Linked DNA regions of Mus musculus: regions 1, 3 and 4 are each linked to region 2. Evidence: chromatin contacts called from public ChIA-PET and promoter capture Hi-C data. All regions are on one chromosome and are shown on one strand. Each heading gives the region's core, a stretch centred on a gene start, on an enhancer-like site or on the middle of the called end of the contact. The rest is flanking DNA. Distances are from core to core; before and after follow the strand shown.

What was found. Promoter capture Hi-C pulls out the DNA fragments that hold promoters and counts their contacts. ChIA-PET counts read pairs in DNA pulled down with a chosen protein or histone mark. Capture Hi-C pulls out chosen DNA fragments and counts their contacts.
Region 1: a promoter capture Hi-C map of adipose tissue shows a contact between it and region 2. The contact joins the promoter of Tmem120b here to the promoter of Bcl7a in region 2. A contact is called at or near these places in 1 of 39 promoter capture datasets (the 3T3-L1 cell line), 8 of 484 Hi-C or Micro-C datasets (the G1E-ER4 cell line, adipose-derived mesenchymal stem cells, embryonic stem cells and 3 more), 4 of 115 datasets of contacts at active chromatin or transcription factors (the SCID.adh cell line, double positive thymocytes and embryonic stem cells) and 2 of 9 other capture datasets (adipose tissue and pancreatic islet).
Region 3: a contact with region 2 is called in a promoter capture Hi-C map of embryonic stem cells, with 3 times the contacts expected there. The contact joins the promoter of Zcchc8 here to the promoter of Bcl7a in region 2. A contact is called at or near these places in 10 of 39 promoter capture datasets (the C10 cell line, cranial neural crest, embryonic stem cells and 5 more) and 2 of 9 other capture datasets (adipose tissue and pancreatic islet).
Region 4: an RNA polymerase II ChIA-PET map of memory CD8 T cells shows a contact between it and region 2, with 14 read pairs. The contact joins the promoter of Clip1 here to the promoter of Bcl7a in region 2. A contact is called at or near these places in 10 of 39 promoter capture datasets (the 3T3-L1 cell line, embryonic stem cells, hematopoietic stem and progenitor cells and 4 more), 4 of 115 datasets of contacts at active chromatin or transcription factors (embryonic stem cells and memory CD8 T cells) and 1 of 9 other capture datasets (embryonic stem cells).

What each region holds. Positions count from the first base shown.
Region 1 is chr5:123,072,553-123,077,584 of GRCm38.p6, forward strand. It overlaps Tmem120b (transmembrane protein 120B), which reads left to right and starts at 3,723. Exons shown (of 12, transcript NM_001039723.2): 1 at 3,723-3,943. The coding sequence starts at 3,875.
Region 2 is chr5:123,340,733-123,345,718 of GRCm38.p6, forward strand. It overlaps Bcl7a (B cell CLL/lymphoma 7A), which reads left to right and starts at 3,716. Exons shown (of 6, transcript NM_029850.3): 1 at 3,716-3,989. The coding sequence starts at 3,898. Gm15860 (predicted gene 15860) reads right to left here and starts at 4,410. Exons shown (of 2, transcript NR_165267.1): 1 at 4,194-4,410.
Region 3 is chr5:123,717,628-123,722,948 of GRCm38.p6, forward strand. It overlaps Zcchc8 (zinc finger, CCHC domain containing 8), which reads right to left and starts at 3,417. Exons shown (of 14, transcript NM_027494.3): 1 at 3,096-3,417; 2 at 1,865-1,907. The coding sequence starts at 3,303.
Region 4 is chr5:123,681,042-123,686,281 of GRCm38.p6, forward strand. It overlaps Clip1 (CAP-GLY domain containing linker protein 1), which reads right to left and starts at 3,320. Exons shown (of 24, transcript NM_019765.5): 1 at 3,211-3,320.

The DNA of each region.
Region 1 (5,032 bases), core at 2,473-4,972, 270 kb before region 2:
GGAGGCAGGAGGATTAGGAGTTCAAAGTCATGCACATTTGAGGCTAGCCTGGGCTACGTGACTCCCTGTCTCAATCCCCTTTCACTCCCTAAAAAATAATCGTATGTGCCTTCGCACTTATGTGAGTTTTTCCCGAGTTCTAAGCGATTGATCTGTGAACCCCAAACATCGGGAGCCTCCACAGTAGATGATTCTTTTTGTTGTTGTTGTTTAGATTTTATTTATTTATTTTATATATATGATGAGCACACTGTACCTGTCTTCAGACACACCAGAAGAAGGCATCAGATCCCATTATGGATGGTTGTGAGCCACCATGTGGTTGCTGGGAATTGAACTCAGGACCTCTGGAAGAACAGTCGGTACTCTATTTTTATTTTTTTAATTTTGGTTTTTCCAGACAGGGTTTCTCTGTGTAGCCCTGGCTGTCCTGGAACTCATTCTGTAGAACAGGCTGGCCCCGAATTCAGAAATCTGCCTGCTTCTGTCCTCCCCCCCCCCCCCACAAGTGCTGGGATTAAAGGCGTGTGCCACCACTGCCCGGCGCAGTTGGTGCTCTTAACCACTGAGCCATCTCTCCAGCCCCCACCCCCACCCCACAGTAGATGATTCTATAATTCATTCCCTGTAGGCATTCAGCAAACAGTTATTGAGAGTCAGCTATTCTCCAAGCTCTTGGGATCTAGTGGCAATGAAGACAGAGACACGTTTTTTGCTGTCTCAGAGAGATTACTTACCCCTCTTTTTTTTTTTCCCTTCGGTTTTTCGAGACAGGGTTTCTCTGTACAGCCCTGGCTGTCCTGGAACTCACTTTGTAGACCAGGCTGGCCTTGAACTCACAGAGATGCACCTGCCTCTGTCTCCTGGGTGCATTTACGGTATATGTCACTACCATCTGGATTTGACTTATTTTTTTTTAATTTAAAATTTATTTTATGTTTATATGTTTTTCTGTCTGTGCACCACATACACAGGCACATGTCTGGTGCCTGAGGATTCAGAAGAGGGCATCAGATCCCTGGAACTGGACTTACAGATGGTTGTAAGCTGCCATGTAAATGCTGGGATTTGAACCTGGGTCTCCTGGAAGGGCAGCTGGTGCTCTTCACTGTTAGCCATTCTCTCGCCTGTTTTGTGGCTATTTTTGGAGAGTCCTTACTACACAGAGGAAAATATGTTGATAGCCCGGCAGTGGTGGCGCACGCCTTTAATCCCAGCACTTGGGAGGCAGAGGCAGGTGGATTTCTGAGTTCAAGGCCACCCTGGTCTACAAAGTGAGTTCCAGGACAGCCAGGGCTATACAGAGAAACCCTGTCTCGAAAAACCAAAAATAAAAAAAGCATTCATACACATAATATAAAAAAGTAAATGTTTTTTTTTTTAAGAGAGATATATTATTTTGGAGCCAAATATGAATGCCCATGACACAGGAACATAGGTTTAATACCCCAAAGTCCATGTTCCAAGGTGGTAATAGTTTGATGAAATTTTGGTATTAACTGAACAAAGATAGTCTTAAATCAAGACACTTGATAATACACTGCAAAAATCATTAAGTTACACCGAAATGGAGACATTCCACTTTAGACTTGAGGTGTTATCTGACAGCACATTTAGTCTTTTGATGACTAGCAGAAACTAAGGTTTTATTAAGTTAATACATTTTAAAAAGTTGGGTTTTTTTGTTTTGTTTTTTTGTTTGTTTGTTTGTTTTTTTGCCAGGCAGTGGTAGCACACACCTTTAGTCCTAGCACTTGGGAGGCAGAGGCAGGTGAATTTCTGAGTTCAAGGCCAGCCTGGTCTACAGAGTGAGTTCTAGGACAGCCAGGGCTACACAGAGAAACCCTGTCTCGAAAAACCAAAAGAAAAAGAAAAAAAAAAAAAAAAAAAAGAAAAAAGAAAAAGAAAAAGAAACCCTGTCTCAAAAAAAAAAAAAACAAAACAAATTTTTTTTTTTCATTTTCCCACTTTGATTGGTTGTTTTTTTTTTTTTACTAGATATTTTCTTTATTTACATTTCAAATGTTATTCCCTTTCCTGGTTTCCCCCACGAAAACCCCCTATCCCCTCCCCCTCTCACTGCTTACCAACCCACCCACTCCTGCTTCCTGGCCCTGGCATTCCCCTACACTGGGGCATAGAACCTTCACAGGACCAAGGGCCTTTCCTCCCATTGATGACCAACTAGGCCTTCCTCTGCTACATATGCAGCTAGAGCCATGAGTCCCTCCGTGTGTAGTCTTTGGCTGGTGGTTTAGTCCCTGGGAGCTCTGGGGATACTGGTTAATTCACATTGTTGTTCCTCCTAGTGGGCTGCAAGCACCTTCAGCTCCTTGGGTACTTTCTCTAGCTCTTTCATGTGACTGCTGGGAATTGAACTCAGGATCTCTGGGAGAGCAGCCAGTGCTCTTAACCGCTGAGGCTGACCCATCTCTCTAGCCCTTCTGGGGATTTTCATTCACAGTGTCTTCATAAGAGAGGGCACACAGAGAGGCCCTGTAACTACTGGTCAGAGAGAATGGAGCAATGCAGATGAAAGCCATGGAGTATGTAGGCTCAACAGTCACTGTCATGGCTACTAGGTAGCAAGGCAAGGCCCTACCCAGGGTCTCAGGAGTCATGACACTTTCGTTTCAGGTTGGTCGCTGTGAGATAAATGCACTTCTATTGTCTAGGCCACCCACTTGTAGCTAAGCATAGCCCTGTGAAACTAATGCAGGTGTCCTTTTAATTTTAATTAATTTTACAGGGTCTTACTGTGGAGCTGGCCCTGAGCTATGTAGACCAGGCTGGTCTCAAACCCACAGAGATCTATCTGCCTCTGGCCCTGGAGTGCTTCAATGAAAGGCATGTGCCACCCAAACTGCAGAACACACACCCTTAACCACTGAAGTTTTTCCCTCCAGCCCCGACAGGCATCATTTGATATTTTATTTGTTTGTTTGTTTGTTTGTTTGTTGAGACAAGTCTTACTACGTTGTCAAGGCTGGTATGCAATATCACACCCAGCTGCAGGTGTCATTTGAATGAGGTTCCAGGAGTGAGCAAGAAGCCACTGCATGATGATTCAGAGGGAGGAATGTCAAGTCAGGATAAAAACAATGGCCGGAGAGCTGGATTTAGGGCAGGGAGATAGGAGGTGTGGTTGGAAAAGCCAGGCTTGTGCAGGTCTTTTCGGACTTGGCACGGAAAGGGAGGCAACTGTATTCCATAAACTTGGTGGTTGTGGCTTTTGACTGACAGCACCAGCTGTCAAGAGTCACCCAGTGTCTTAGAGGACAGGGATGTATCTAGGCTGTATTGGTTGCAATAAATATCATCGCCAGCGTGAGATGACAGAGCCAAGTCTGCATTTTTCCCATCCTGCCCTTGACCTTACTACGCGGTCACTGTCAAAGCTGTCATTTCAGGGCACTGGCTTTGGCCTAGGTCAGGCAATGTGAAGGAATACATGAATTTTCCCTTTACCTCCTCCAAATCATTTCCACCTCACTCTCCCACAAAGATAATCTAAGTAACATAAGCCATAAATGCAGCTTACACATAAACCCTCCACCCACTCCGACGAGAAACCTACTACCTACACACGAGGAGTGAAGAGACCCAAAGAAGACTGAAGAGTTGCACCCGCCACGAGGCCAGAGCCCGGGGGATCGCCCATGCGCATGCGCGGGCCCCACCCTCGGGCGAGGGGGTGAGGCTGGCGCCGGGGCGGGGCCCGTGACGTCAGGTGCGCGCGTGGCTCCGGCTGCGCAGGAACAGCTGGTGCCTCGGGAGGCGGCTAGTGAGCGGGCGGGCGTGGGCTGCTGGTGGCCGGACGGGTCACGCTGCGGGTTTCGTCGCCGCCGCCGCCGCCGCCTTGCACCATTGCACCATGTCCGGCCAGCTGGAGCGTTGCGAGCGCGAGTGGCACGAGCTGGAGGGAGAATTTCAGGAGCTGCAGGTAGGACCGGGCCACCTGGTCCCGCCACTCTTGCTACCTGCGGTGCTTGTGCCTTCCCTATCTAGCCATCCCAGCCCGGAGGTGGGGCGATAGGACCCAGACGGTGGCCCGGGCTGTGCGTCCGATGGGCTGGTGGGTGGCCTGGCGCAGCCCCTTCCTATGTAGCAGCGCTTTGGCTCCTCAGTCTCTTGGGGCGCCCCTCATTCTCGCGCCCTCTCATCCACTCTTTGCTCCACGCTCTCCCTTCGCTACAGAAAGTTCGTCTCTGGCCCCCGAGGCAAGTTCCAGGTGTGTTCACGAGGAAACTGTGATACTCAAAGGACACCAGACCAACCCCCACACAAGGGATCTTCCCCCCAACCCTCCAGTTGCAGTTGGCTGTTCAACTCCTTACTACACGCTCTGTGCTGGCTGGGCAGCCCTCGCTGCAACTGCGGTTTGAGAGTTGTGCTTGGCTGCTTTCATCTTGGCCCCTTAGGCAGTTTTTAAGTCTCAGAGACCCCTCAGTCATAGCCTTGACTTTGGGAGCTCTGATGTGGTTCTGCTTATCGGCTGCTGCGAGCTGAGTTTACCATTGTGGATGGCAGGCATCTGTCAGTTCTGACAGCTGGCTGCCTCACCCGGTGATAGAGGGCTGCACCCAACCCCTCACCGTTTTGGCACAGAGCGTTCCACCTGGTGTGTTGAAGGTTGGTATAAGAGCTGGGCTCTTGAGAGGATAGCATCGCCACCCGGTCCTATCAGGAGGGTCCAGAGAGGCCTCAGCTATATGCTCTGGGGACTAGAGACTCAGGAAACCTTGGGGACGGCCAAGAGGAACAACACATGGCTTCCTCGCATTCACTCTCTCCTCCTCTCAATGGTTACTTTGTCATTCCCCTTGTCCCTGTAGCGTTCTCAGTTGGGCTGACCTCCTGCAATGTCCAGAGGAGAATGCTGTCAAGGGAGGTCTGTGATGGGTCTTTGTAAAGTGAGGCTGCCGATGTTACAGAAGGATGCCGGTGAACCTGAGCAGCAGATCGGCATGGGCAGAGACTTAAGAGACCCAGGACTGTCATCCCTTCGTAGTCCCTCCAGCATATATGGATG
Region 2 (4,986 bases), core at 2,466-4,965:
AAGCTAGCCAGTACAAATACTTTTTTCTAAAGTTGGTAGCACAGCTAAAAATTCCCCAAAATTCAAATTCAATATCTATATAGATATATATATCTCACATATAATATATGAGATATGATATATTATATGTGAGATATATATGTGATATATCATATATATAATATGTATATATATATGAGCATGTATTCATAGTAGTAACAGCTTTTTCAGGATCTGTAGTCATTTGTATAAAATAGAGTCATCTAGCACACTCCATTTAAAAAAAAAAAAAGCAAGATCCTAGCTAATAGCACAGTTCTGTTTCTGTTGTGTTAGCTTCAGCATGTGTGAACTTGACTATGAATGAAAATTAAACCTGAGCCCTACCGAGTGTGGCAGCTCATGCTTGCAATTCTAGTGAAGGTACAAGGGTGAGGAGTTCAAGGCTATCCTCAGCTACTTGGTGAGGCTAGCCTGAGCTATATGAGGCCCCATAGGAGGGAAAGAGGAGGACTAAGAAAGGTGGGGGGGGGAGGAGGGGAGAAGAAGAAATAATACGGTGTCTGACCTAGTCAAAGAGAGCGAGGCATAGAACAAGAAAATATGACACTGTGAACAAGATCCAGCAAAAAACGTTAGTCATCAGATACAGTCTATAAAACAGCCGAGTTCTGTTGAAAGAAAGAAGCTTAAAAATATCTGCTGGGAGGGGGGGTATAAAAATGACATACTAGATTTATAAAGAACATTTGTAGTAAGCTTTATGGTTTAATCAGGGATCAAAAATATAAATACCTTCAGGGTATAGACAGCAAGCTGAAGTCAGGTAGTTTTCATGGAGCAAACCGGTTGTCACCTGAGCGGCTTGAAAGGCGAGGGCGGCTGTGTAGAACTCTGGCTGGGTCTAACGCATTTGGATTCCTTTTCATAATAGTCAAACTCAGGTAACATCACATCGACCATTATAAACATTTTTCTCCCTTGTGTGTGTGTGTGTGTGTGGTCTGCATGTGTGTATGCACATTTGTATGCGTGGTGTGGGTGCAGATATACCTGGGACGGCATGCATATCCAGGGCAATCCATGTCTGGAATCATCCTCTGTCTGGCTTATTTACTGAGGCAGACTGGCTCAATCAAATCCAGAGCTTGTAGTATGGCTAATCTCACTAGCCAGCTTGTTCTGAGGAATCGTTTGTCTCTGCCTTAAAGATTTATTTATTCATTTTATGTATGTGAGTATACTGTAGCTGTCTTCAGACACACCAGGAGAGGGCATCAGATCCCATTACAGATGGTTGTGAGCCACCATGTGGTTGCTGGGATTTGAACTCAGGACCTCTGGAAGAGCAGTCAGTGCTCTCAACCACCATCTCTCCAGCCCTGTCTCTGCCTTTTAAGACTTTGGAATTACAGGCCAGTTGCCATGTCTACCAAAAATTTCCCTGGGGATCTTTGTGCTTCTGTGGCAAGTGACTAACCACTGAGCCATGTGCCTGGCTCATTATAACCATTTTAAAGTACAATGTTCAGTGACATGGGACATATATCTCTACATAGGTCCAGAAAACTTTCTTTATTACAAACAAACAAAAAAACAAAAACAAAAGCAAAAAACAAAAACAAAAACAAAAACAAAAAAAACCCCACTGGCCATCATTCCCTGCTCCCTGCCCCAGCTCCTGCCTAGTCTAGGAAACTCCTGTAAGTGGGGTCATACAATCTTTGTCCTTATATGCCTACATCTTTCTACTTAGCATGCTTTCACACATTTTTAGAGGTATTGGTATTGCTTTTATCAAGGAATAATAATACCACTGAAAAGACATCTGTTCATCAATTGGGATTTGGATTTTTAGTATTCTTACATTTCATTTAGGGTGTGTGTATGTGTGTGTGAGTGTGCGTGTGGTATGTAAACATGTGCTGATCCAAGGACAACTTTCACGGGTTCTGTTTTCCACAGCGTGAGTTCTGAGACCTGAACTCTTGCCTGCAGGCTTGGCAGCAAACACATTTACTAAGACATCTTGCAGACCAGATATTCGGACTTTTGATATATCTTATTTAAATACACACACACACATACATATATACACATATATTCTATGTGGGAATTGTGGTGTAGCACTTGCCTAGCATACACAATTTCTGCACTAAACAAAAATGAATTCCCTGGGGTCCAAGCACATATCTGATGATCAAATACAGAGGGTCAAATGCATGAGACTTCGGATTTATGGCACATTTTTCAATCCATCACAGAACGATTCTTTGACATATTTGTGGGGTGTGTTATTTTGTTTTGAGACAGGGTTTTCTTTTTGTGGCCCTGGCTGTCCTAGAACTCACTACTATGTAGACCAGACTGGCTTTGAGTCTTGAATACATAGAATCGGCCTGCTTCTGCTTCCCAAGTGCTGGGATTAAAGGTGTGTACCACCACTGCCTGGCTCCATTGTTTTGTTGTTGTTGTTGGTTTTTTGCTTTTGTTTGTTTTGGTTTGGGTTGTTTTTTTGTTTTGTTTTGTTTTAAGACAGGGCCTCACTATGTAGTCCTGGAACTACCTACATAAACCAGGTTGGTCTTGAACCACAGATCTCTACCTGCTTCTGCCTGGAATTAAAGGAGTGGGCTACCACATCTGATTGTTGTTCTTATTTTTAAATTTTCGCTTTAGGACCGTGCGTTTAAAGTGGTTAAAAGAAGCCTGGGGGAAATTTCCCCAGATTCTCACACCCATTTCCCCACTAGCTCCCTCTACCAAACCCCTGCAACCCCCCCAGACTTCAGGGGGAGATGCTTGGTACTAGAATCATGGCAGTCACAGATGAAGGTCACTGCTGCAACCTTCAATAACTCCTTGACTCAGTTTGTCCATCTGTGAAATGACTGATGTTGCGCTAGTTCCTCTCCAGGTAGCAGCTCTCTCACTTCAGGTCATCTCTTTTCCCAGCATTCACGTGGACAAGCATTCGCTCTGGTCCAGTCTGTGTAGCCGCAACTGCACACCCACCTGTCCCTATACTGGGTGACCGCGGTAGATCCTGTCACCCAGCTCTGTCCTAGGGTAGGGAGACAGCCTCTCATAAGTCCTTCTGTGTTGGGCCAGTCTAGTTTACCTGCTGCTCCGGGTCATTACACTGCACTTCCACCAGGAGCCGTTTAAGATTAAATTGTCATTTTCGGTCAAACCCCAGGGAGGTTGATCCGTGACTGGGACAACTTATCTCTAAGGGAAAGAAAGCCCAGAGACAATGTCAATTGCCACCGGGTTCGGGCACCTTTCCTACGACTCTAGTTTAAGCATGGGGAGGAGACGTTCTAGCTCGCACATTTTAACAGGGCAGCTGGCCAGAGACCGGCGCCTCAACTCTTTCTAAGATCACCTCGCGTCCCGAACCGCCGCCTCCAACTCTTGAGAACTCAAACGCCCGACAAGAAACTTGCACGATCGCGCCCGCGGCCACCAACCCGAGCCAGAGCACCCACGGCCTGCAGTCTGCCATCCCCAGGGTGTGTGTCTTGGGGGGGGGAGGGGCCCCCCATCGCACCTGCGGCCTCTGGGTGAGTCCTGGCGCGGGCCCGTCCCGCGTGCTGGGAGGTCGGGGTTACCCGGGAGAGCTTTCCCAGAGTGAGGTCCCCGAGGCTCCCCGGGGAGGGCGGCGGCACCCGGAGGCCGCACTGCTGGCGGCCGCGCCGCTCCCCCTCGCTCTGTGCAGCTGCCGCCCCGGCGCTTGCGCACTGGGCCCCGGGCGCGCGGCGGCACCAGGCTTTGTGTGTGCGCGTATGTGTGTGAGTGTGTGTCTGTGCGCGAGTGAGAGAGCGGGCGAGTGTGGCGAGCAGGACCCGGCGGGCGCGCTCCCCCAGCCTCCCTCTCTCTCTCTCTTTCCTCTCTCTCTCCCTCCCCGCCAGAACCATGTCGGGCAGGTCGGTTCGAGCCGAGACCAGGAGCCGGGCCAAAGATGATATCAAGAGGGTCATGGCGGCTATCGAGAAAGTGCGCAAATGGTAAGCCGAGGCGCCTGCTCGCTCTCTCGCTCGCCCCGGCTCGCTGCACCGCGTCGCGGCCGCCAGCAAGCCCGGACCCAGCGCGTAGAGCGGCGGGGCGCAGCGGCCCCGGGCCCGGAGTTGGCGAGGGCGCGCGGCCGGGGTCACCTGCGCCCCGCGGGGGCTGCGTCCGCTGCCCAGGTGTGCTTGGCGCCGGTCACCCACCTGGCGCGGCGGCGGCGAGAGCGGCGGCGGCGGCGGCAGGAGCCCGGAGCTCGGAGCTCGGCTCTCGGGAGAGGGGGGTTCGCAGCCGGCCCCAGAAGCCATTTCGTTTTTTTGTGCAAGTCACATGAAAGCGGCTTCCCGCGCGCCGGGGCCGTGATGCCGGCGGCGGCGGGCAGAGCGCGAGCTCCATTGTGCAGCGCGGAGCGGGCCGCCGTCTCCTCCCGGGGCGGCGCGGCGCCGGTGTCCCCCCCCCCCAACACACACACACACACATACACACACACATCCTACGCCCCGACCCGCCCGCAGCTCCCCGCCTCCCAGGCCTCGGCGCCCTCGAGTCTGCGGAGTTTGCAGAGCGCGAGCCGTTTAAATTTAGCGCTTTGGGCAGCCTGGAGCGAGGGCTCCGGGCGAGGAAGGAAGATGGGGGCGAGCGCTAGGAAGGCGGTGGCGCGGCCGGGGCGCGGAGCACCCACGGCTCCCACGCGCTCCGCGCGGCACCCGAAGCTCGGGGAGCGCGATGTTTGCATCCAGAAGCCAAGTCCTGGGCCGTGTCTTGCCTCCTTCTTGCTGGAGCTGGTGTTTGTTTTGCGGAGAGAACGAGCGACCGTTGTTTTTGTTCTCTGCACTGGGGGAGGAGGAGACCGCGAGATTCGGTGTGGGCCGTGCGTGTTTTTCAAGCTCAAATTAGATCCTGCCCGGCGTGGCCTCGTTATAATTAGTAGGATGGAACATTTTCTCGGCCCTCGTCGGGATCTGACACCGAGGCGGCCCCAGAGGCCAGGCCTGAGGC
Region 3 (5,321 bases), core at 2,167-4,666, 380 kb after region 2:
CCCAGGCTTCACAGCAAACTCTTCAGTCAGTCAGCTGTCTCCTCAAGCCCTACAAACTGTCTGTCTGTCTGTCTCTGTTTCTGTCTCTTTTCAGGGTTTCACTATGTAGCCCTGACATTCGCAGTGTAGACAAAGCCTGGCTCTGACGTCCCCGAGACCTTACTGCCTGTTTCCCAGGTGGTCATTAACAGGCTGCACCACCACGTCTGGCCCAGAAATCACCTCCAACATTAAACAAAAATTTTACACATATGTGCAGGCGCATGCGCGCGCACACACATATACACACCCCATTAATCTTTTGGTTTTTAACAAAATTTCCCTAACTAATGGCTAGTTTCCTTATAAATTAGGAGACTAGGGAAGAGTATAAGAAAGCAGGTTACATGAATAAGGCCAATATAAGGCCAGCTGACAAAGTGGCTGAGTTGAGGGTCAGATTGCACACACGCCAGCAATACCAAGACTCACGGGATCAAAAGTTCAAGATCCTCAGAGCTACACAGTGAGTTCCAGGACTGCGAGAGACCCTACCTGAAATTCTGGTCTCAGCCTAGCCAGTACACGAACAGACAATAAAACTTCCCAGTTCCAAAGCCTAAAAATATTTCAACTGGACAAGAAGACTCCTATCTGGAACGCCAGCACTTGGGAAGTTAAGGCAGAAGGCATGCCAGGAGTTTGAGAGCAGCCTGGACTACACAGACCCTGCTGGAAAAAAAGGAAGGAAGGAAGAGGGGGGGGGGAGGGACATGGGAAGAAAGGAAAAACGAGCAACTGCTCTACATAAACTAGCAAGTACTCTAGGCTGCAGTGGTAGCACGTGGTTTTAATCCCAGCACTCAGATTAAACCCAGGGCAGCTGGGTTTGAGACCAGCCTGGTATACTGAAAGTGAGTTTCATGCAAAGACTTGGGAGTTCAAGGCTACAAAGTAAAATCCTGACTCAAAAAACAAAATAAATAAAAAATTAATCTAGTAACTTGTTAAATTCCTATCATATGGAGATGCCAGCATTAGTGTAACTGTTATAAGCAGATGTCTGAATACATGCCTCCTGCATTCGATACTTTCTCAAAAGCATATTTCCTTTTCTTCTAAAGTGCTGTGCCTTGCCAGACTTGGCCCTAGGTGTAATCCCAGTACTAGGGAAGGGGAGGCGGGAGGACCAAGAGTTCAAAGTCACCCTGAGCCACACTGTAACCAGAGACCAGCTTAGGCTACAAGAAGACTGTATCAACAAAACAAAAAATGCTCTACCTGCACTGTCTGTAACTGTAAAATATTTAATACGTACTTTACAAATATTAATAAAAATATTTAATGCTAGTGTGGTTGCTCCTGTTATCCCAGCACTTTCAAGGTAGACAAACAAAAACCAATAAGGTTAAGGCCAGTGTAAACATACAGTGGATTCCAGGCTAGTTTGGGTTACAAGATGAGAAACACTGTCTCAGTAAACCCACCCTTGCCTGTCCAAAACAAAATCCCACCAACCAACCACCACCAATAATAACAACAGTAATAATAACAGCTGTAAAGAAATCATCGGCTAACATAACTGTAAACTTATTTTATCTTACCAGAAATGTGTTAAATATGAACAGCTGGGTCTAACTTGCTTCTCTGAATTGTCAAGCAAAAATTTCTGGATTGAGGAAAAAGACCCACTAAGTCTGTTTAGACATTTAACCCACTTACCAGAATTCCTTTATACCCCTAAGTCAACAATAAAGAACCGTTACTGAATTCTTCATTGGATTCTGAGTTGTGGATGATACAAAAATTCCTTTTTCTACAAGGATGCTGTGACTAGAGAAGGAGAGCCAAGAGGCAGCTCGTGTGTAATTTCAAGATGTCATACCTGGGTCTTGTCAGAATGTTCAACTTTCTTTTAAGTTCTTGATGTTATTACTGGTTAAGGAATATCAGTCCTCAGGACATAACAACCAACCACTAAAACTTTCACTTTTGTTATCCAAATGACATAAATGTAAAGGAAGGCCCCGTAATCAGTACTTTGAAGGAAAAACACTGGGTACATGTTTTGCCGAGGGCAGGACAACTGGACCTGAACATTAAATAAGGTCTTCATCTCTTTGAACATATATTCTAAGACATGGTCCTGGAGTTCAGAAACAGTCTAAGAGATGAACCAAAAATTTCAGTTAGACCGCGGTGTTCCCGGAACAAGTTGAAGCAATTAAGAAAAATTTCCACGTCAAAGCATAAAGATAAATGATAAAGTTAATATAGCAAAATGTTTGCAAGAATGTGAGAGAACCCCTACGGATATGAAATACACAATCCTTTCAACTCTCTAGTATTTTATAAATTTTCATAATAAAGTGTGTCACGGAAAATGGTTTCATGAAAAAAAAATCAGACTTGAACTTCAAAAGTTGACATAACAACCATGCTCAGGGTTCAGGCTAAGTTCCAAAAGGAAAGTTACCTGAACCAAAACTACCTAAGAACGGGAAATTAACATACTAGCAAACCCACAAACGTTATAATCACGTTAATAAAGTCAAAGGGAATTTTGGCGCGTTTTTCCCGGAGCACCGGGAGGCAAGTTAGCTCAAGAAATCAAAACGATCTGGACAATTTAGCAAGTCTCTTCGCATGCTAAATCTTTAAGGTCGTCCCCCCCGCGCCCCGATTCTCCATCACAGTGGGCACTCGTAGCTTTCGTCCCTCCACAAATCATCCCACTCCCCGGCTGCGACGCCCCGCACCTTCAAACGCACAACTACACTACGACTCGTCTCTTCTCGAGCTTGGCACGCAAAGTTAGAAAACACGGTGACCTCCAAGACCGGGAGAGAAGTGTCTCCAGTGTCACAACAGTTGAGAGCAGCTTTGAGTTGGGGGGCCAGGGTGGTGTGCACTGGAGGACGCTCGCGGGGAAGGGATCGCGCGCGGGCCGCGGATGCAGCTTCTGCAACCGGACCGAGACTCCCGCCCGCCCGCCAGGTCGCGGGAGGAAGGACTTCGAATGCTAATCTTCTTGGAAATTCCGCCGTGTCCCCCGCCCGCCGCCACCCAGACCCCGAGTGCCAAGTGACACCCGGCCCATCGCGCCGGAAGGATATTCTCGGCGCGGAGCTGCTCGATGGTGGCCTCGCAGCGCCGGAGCTGCTCCTGCAGCTCCGCATCGCCCACCCCGTTCTCGTCGTCGTCGTCGTCCTCTTCCTCCTCGTCGTCCTTGAACCGGGTGTGAACGGGCTTCGGCGTCGACTCCTCTGGTGGGTCAAACGCCTCGAAGAGCTCTAGGTCGCCAAAATCCACACCGGCCGCCATCTTGGGCTGTGGGAAAGCTTGGAGGGCAGGGGGCGAAGGTTGGAGGCCAGAGCCGCTCTCCCTGGAGGCTTTTCTCCACACACAGGCCTCCAAAGCCGTCTAGGGGCGGGTCCTGGACGGAGACTACAACTCCCAGAATGCCAAGGCCGCCCTCATGCCTCTTTCCGAATGGGCCACAGAGCGTGGCATTCTGGGATATGTAGTTTCTAAGCGACGGGACTCATTGTTTGCGTTGCACACTGGGATTGCTCTTTTTAAAAAAACGGTTCTGAATGAGTTAAAACAATATGGATTGTCCCCGTTAGGCGTTTAAAGCTGAAGGAATCAAAGCCGGATACATGGCTTTGACAAAATGTGGTGCGGTTCCCCAGCGTCGAAAAGAGAAGACAGGAACTCTACCTTTGCCGTAGATAAATGTGCTCTCAGACACAAGCCACTTTATTTTGCTTGTTTCATTTGTAAATGAATGAAAAATGAAGTTATTCCACTGCCTACTCTCATGAACTCCTATCAGGGACGAAACAAACAGAAAAACCAGAAAACCCTTTATTATGTTTCTACTTTCATATGCCGCTGGATTTGAATGGATATTTTCGTCATCACATGTTAAAATCACCGGAAATTATAACCTGTAACAAATAATGTCAGGTTAGTTATGGTCTCTGTTGGAGGCCAGCTCCTGTAGCGCGTTTAGTGATCCAAGGAGGGGTTGATGATATTAATGTAAATCAGACAGACAGACACAAACACACACACACACACACACACACACACACACACACACACACACACACGGTGAAGCAAGGCTTCAACAAGCGTCAACAACTTTATTACTTCTCCCATAACTTATATCTTCCAGCAAAATCTCCCAAGTAGTACAAAGATTACAATGTGGCTACATTTTGTAAGTGAATGATTATAATAAATACACAAGCAAAAAAAAAACCCCAAAAACAAAACAAACAACCCCCCCCCCCAAACCCAGCATGTTACACCATACCTTTTACAAGATTGAAAGTCTTAGGTATTATAAGTGAAAAAAAAAATTAAATAAATTATAATAGATTAAGTGTAAGCAAGCAAGCTACTTTTTCTCAGCCAGTTCTTGTACTACCAGGCTACAATTTGCAGTTATAATGAAAAGATCAATTATTTATCTTTTAAAATAATCTTATAAAAGAGTATTTAGAATCAGAAATCTAAGCTTGTGTGTGTGTATGGTGTCTGTGTGTGTGTGCACGCATGCACACAGAGGCAAGGTTTTTCTGTGTACCCGTGGTTGACCTGGAACTTCTGTGTACCCATGGTTGTCCTGGAACTAGCTCTGTAGACCAGGCTGTCCTCAAACTCACCAGCCTCTGCCTCCCAGGTCCTGGGTTTAAAGACTTAAGCTACCACCACCTTCCTACTTTAAATCCTCAGTTGTACACCCACTCACTGATTTTTTTTTATCAAATTATATCAGGAAGATAAAGGTAAAAATAGATACAAGTAATTATCACTTGATGACCCATCCAGCCTTAGCAAGAAAGCCACATAAGCTAAGAACTAGCTCAGCTACCATTGTTCTTGTTCCCTGACCTCAAAAAAATTCCTGGTTCAACTTTCAAAAGTATACCAGTCTGGATATTAAATTGTTCCCCAAAGTCCTATATATCAAAGCAAAAACTTTTTTTTTTTTTTTAGTATTTTATTTTTATTTTATACGCATTGGTGTTTCACTTCATGTATGGCTGGATGAGGGTGTCAGGTCCCATAGAACTGGAGTTACAGATAGTTGTGAGCTGCCATGTGGGTGGCATGAATTGAACTCAGGTCTACTGGAAGAGCAGCCAGTGCTCTTAACTTCTGAGTCATCTCTCCAGTCCCTAGCAAAAACATCTTAACCTAACTTATACTAACAATTTACATCTCCGAGTTCTTTCTGAGGGTGGGGGTTGAATCATGAACCTGTTTCAGCAGCATTGCTTGAAAAACATCACTCATCAACAGTGCCAATGACACTGCCCAATGAGTGG
Region 4 (5,240 bases), core at 2,070-4,569, 340 kb after region 2:
TGGCTGTCCTGGAACTCACTCTGTAGACCAGGCTGGCCTCGAACTCAGAAATCCGCCTGCCTCTGCTCCCAAGTGCTGGGATTAAAGGCATGCACCACCACTGTCCGGCTAATTCTCCCTATTTTTAACCCAGTCTCGATCACAGCAGAAATCTGGGCATGGGAGTCAAGGTTTATAATGCAAACTGCTGCAGAGACTGAGGGGGAGCTGAGCAGGACAACACATGAGGCCCCGCCCCCACCCCAAAGCCAGGTACGATGGCTGCAACCTGGAATCCCAGCACTCAGAAGGCTAAGCCAGGAGGACTGAGTTCCAGGTTAGCCTACTGCACAGGGAAATCCTAGCTCAAAACAAAACAAAACAACAGATAAAGGGGGGAGGGGGGTGTGCATAGAGCTGCCTGGTGTATGTGAGAAGCCTGGGTTTTCATCTCCAGGATGGATGGAAAGACAGATGAATGAATGGATGACATGTTAAGTTATTCTGAGTCTTTCAGTATCTTAACAAATATTTTCAGAATAACAGCCTGAAAGGCTTTAAACTGTTCTCCAAGCTCCCAATATCAAGGCCTTTGAGCTTTTCTGGTTCCTCTTCATATGATCCCCGTTTTCTTTAGGGACCAACATCCTCTAACTTCCTTTTCATCTCTACTCAAATCATGTTCCCAGCCGGGTCTCTGGAAACCCTATCTGAAAGTCCCCACAACTCTAACCATTATTTACAAGACTTCATATTCCTTCTCCTCTGGTTTGTACATTTTTTTTTCTTTACCATCTATGACATTCTAACTAACATGCAACATACTTATATTTAATCTGCTTATCGTCTGTCTTTCAAGTGGAAGAGAAGTACCGAGAGGATAAAGCTTGGTAAAGCTCTTCAGGGTTGTGGCACCAGCATCCAGAAGGGCAGGTGGCACAGGAAATGGCTCCATGAGTATCTGAGGTGTGCAAACTGAATAGAGCTCATTACACAGACAGACCACAGCTCCATAAGCAGCCATCGAAGGGTCCGTAACACTTCACCAATACTGAAATAACAGGCATGCCATGACTAATAACACTGACTCTTATGTTTGTTTCTTTTTCAAGTCAAAGTTTCCTTTATAAGCCAGGCAGTGATGACACCCGTCTTCAATCCCAGTACTTAGGAGGCAGAGGCAAACTGGTTTCTGTGAGTTCAAGGCCAGCCTGGTGTACAGAGTAAATTCCAGGACAATAAAAGCCACACAAAGAGACCCAGTCTTGAAAAACCAAAACTAAAAGAAAAATTAAAAATACTAGTTTTTAGAATGTATTAAATTTCTTAAAGACAAGAACCAGGTTGGCTTATTTTCGTGCTCAGCAATGACTGAAAGAGCTGAGAATAGCAAAATCCTCATGTTCAGAGATACTACCAAAGTTCCCACCCAGGTTCAATGTTTACCTCTCTAATCCAGGCCTAGGAGGAAGCCTAACCACTTCCTCTGAACCTCAGCAAGAGTCCCAGGCTCTCAGCTGAGCAATCACCCACTTCCTTGGCTTTCATAACGTCCAGCCTTGCCTTTTACCATTGATTCACTGCCCTAACAAACTAACTTAGCAGACTGAGGTACAGTTCTTGACAACATCTCGTATTGGCTGTGACTCTGACCTTTCAGTGCCCTCCCTGTAAAATGACGATGACAGCAACCTCCCTAGGTTGGATGGATTACATGAGATAAAAACAAAAACAAAACTCTGCACTTGCCCAGAGCACGGTCAGAAGGAGCCCTCCATAAACCCTAATTGTTATTATTTCAAGAGGAAGAAATGCCCCAAGGCTGAGGAGCAACAGTCCTGAGGATACTTGCAAAAGAGCATCATTACGCCTAGAAGCCAAACGCGGCTCTCCTAACTGGGAGCCACAATTAGGAATAATAATCATAAAATCCTAGCATGAGAATCACCAAAGCACCACCGCATAAATACTAACAGAGCCCCAAGCAGACAGACAGACACAGTCCTGGGCCTAGAAGAGGCTAGACTGCCGACTCACACCAAAATGAAAAAAAACAAAAACAAAAACAAAAAAAAAACCAAGGAAATGACAGAAACATATCCACTGTCTTAATAAATAAATAAGTAAATAAATAGAAACAGTAGTTGGCAAGTTTTTGCTAAAAAATGGGTATGCACGTGGATTCCAGACTTAACGAGTCATTTCTTCATACCAGAGAGGTGGGGCTGGGCAGGGAGGAAGGGGGTGGTGTGCGGTTTCTGCCAGATGGGAAAAGCCACATGAAGCGGAGAGACTACGGGATGTCAGGGCAGGACTCCAGACTCAGAAAAAAATAAAAATAAATAAAAATTAAATAAATTAATCCGATATTCTGTTGTTCTCTCCCCAATAACGCAACACCTCCAGGTTCGAGACAAACCACAAGGCTCTCTGCTTTTAAAATAGTCACCCCATCCCCACCCCCAACCCCGAACAAGTGTCATCTGTCTTCCGCGCCAACCCCCGACCGCGCTGGCAGGTTCGGGTTACCGGGCAGCGGTGATTTCAGAGATCTGGCACCCTGTTTCGCCCTTCTACCTTCACAGAGAATCACGCTCCAGGGGTCTGAAGGAAAACAAAAGCCCGGGGCCGAACAGCCAGGGACCGGGAACCGGGGCCCGAGCCGGGCCGGGCTGAGCCCGAGCGCCACGGGGCAAGGGCGCCCTCCATGCCGGCTCGCGGCCGGCCACCCGGCGTCCCGGGCCTGCCCGAGGAAAGCTCGCCCAGATGGCGAGCGGCGGGAGGCGTCCAGGGCAACAGGTCGAACCGGACCCGCGGCCTCTGGGAGCGACGGAGCCGTCCCCGGAACCTCCCCCTCCAAGAGCTGGGGAAGAGGACGCGGGCTCCTCCGAGAACGGCTCCCGAGGCGGCGCAGGGACAAGGAGTCCACGCTCCATCTTGAGGCGGCGGGAGGAAGGCAGGCAAGGCCCCGGGCCGCGGCTGCCAGGGCCCGGACGCGCGCGGCTCGCACGCAGCCAGCCTTCCCCGCAGCCACGCTCTCCCCGCGCCCGCCACCCTCCCGGGTGCGTCCGCGGCTCCTCGGCCGCCGTCCCGGTGCGTGGCGGGAGCTTGAGACGAGCCTTCCCTCCCGGCGTTTCCCTCCCGGATCCCCGGGCGGCGGGAAGGAGCGGAGGGAGAACGGGTGGGACGGCGAGGAAGGAGAGATGGAGATGGGGCCCGCGCTTCGCTCACCGCCTGGGACGCCGCTGGTCGCCGTCACCTGCCTCCCAGCAGCAGCAGCAGCAGCCGCCGCGGCCGCCGCCTCCCGCCTCCCCGGCTCTTCGGCTCGGGGCGGGGAAGAGAACGTGACGCGCTGCCGCCGCCGCCGCGGGGCCGGGAGAAGACGCCGCGCCGCCCCTCCCCGTGCCCGGGCCGCTGCCGCCCGCGAGCTCCCCTGCCGCCCCTTTGTCTGCCTGCTCCCCTTGCGAGCCCCTAAATCCTCCACGATAAGGAGCAAGATGCCGGGGGACGGACCGAAGGGCCTGCAGACGCGGGTGCCTTGGCATTTCAGGCTTCTCCCTGTTTCCTAGCCAAGTGTGCCCAGAATATGCAAGTCACCCCGGATGGCTACCCGTAGACTGGACCAACCGCAGCCTGCCGTTTGGGGATGGGATGGGGTGCGGTTGGAGAGTGGGGGAGCTGATTGATTTCATTGACCTCCCTTTCCCGCCTAGAGCAGGGTGATAAATCCGTTGCCCCAAGTTGGAAGGGAGATGCCCATAGGCAAGCTCAGCTTGGGATGAACGGTCTCTGCTCTCCAGGAAATCACTGAGGGGTTAAAAAAAAAAAATCCTTTGAGATGAGCCCAGGGCTGCAGCCCAGTTAGTTTAAGAAAAGCGTCTTTTATTCGCCCCAGTCGTTTGGACAGAAGCCCAGGTTAATGTCCCGTTCGGGCTCCTCCCCAAGCAGGGATCCCCTTGTCAAGCTTTTGAAAGGGACTGGAGAGGACGCTGCAACAGCCGGCTCAGGGCTGCGCTAGCAGAGGGCGGCCAGCATTTCGCTCCCATGGACCATGGCAACCCCAGAAGTTTTGCAGCTCCCGGCAGAAATCTGCAGCTGTTGGAAGCCCAGGTTTCTGCAGTGACTCAGTATTGATGGAGAAGGGGCCAAGGAGGAAATATTCTGAAGGGCGACCTCCCTTCTTGACCTTTATTTAAAACACCATTGTGTCTGGGCAAACAGGCACCTCAGAGAGCCCAAGAAGGGAACTCCACTGGAAATGCACAAAGTAAATTTCATCTGCAGACCCTCCTGTCCATTTAAGCCTTAAATCACACACACACAAAAATAATCTATTATTCCACCTGAGCCTGATATGTGAGCTCCAAGGTCAAGAGGTGAGAGTACCCTGGGAACCCAGAATTCATTCCTACTTAGGCAAGCAATACTTACCCGCTGATCTGAGTACAATTCAACTCTGTTTTTCCTCTCTTGGTTATTCCAGATGGTTTCTGTGTGTAATAGCCTTGGCTGTCCTGGAACTCTCTTTGTAGACCAGGCTGGCCTCAAACACAGAGATTTGCCTGCCTCTGCCTCCTGAGTTCCAGGACAGCCAGAGCTACACAGAGTATACATAGAACCCTGTCATAAAATTTATAATAACAAATAAATAAAATATTTAATAATAATAATAATAATAATAATAGCAGCCAGGCCTATTGGTGTGCACACTGACAATACTAGCCTTCAGGAGTGGGAGGCAGCTGAATCTCTTGAGGTTAACCTAGCCTGCTCTACATACCATCCAGGGCTATATCCTGGCGATGAGTAAAAATGTATTGGGGTGGCAGCAGCACACGCCTTTAATCCCAGCACTCAGGAGGCAGAAGCAGAGAGAGCTCTGAATATAAGACCAGCCTGGTCTCCAGAACGAATTCCAGGACACCCAGGCCTACACAGAGAAACACTGTCCTGAAAAACCAAGAAAAAAAAAGTGGAAATGATGAGAGAATGACAAACTGCTGTTTAGAATCCCAGGATGAGCTCTCAAAGAGAACCAGCCAATGACCACAAAAGCTCCATTCAGCTAACCAAGAACAGCAGTAGGCACCATCCTGCAAACTACACTCCAGGCCTTCTCAATAGACTAGGGCTCTGAGTACAGACGGCTTTACAATGTGGAGGGTGACCAAAGTCACTTATAAGGTTGCCATCACATATCTAAGATCCTGTGCCTTTTTAAAAATCCAGTAAGGCAGGATATCTGTGAAATTGGTGCTTGA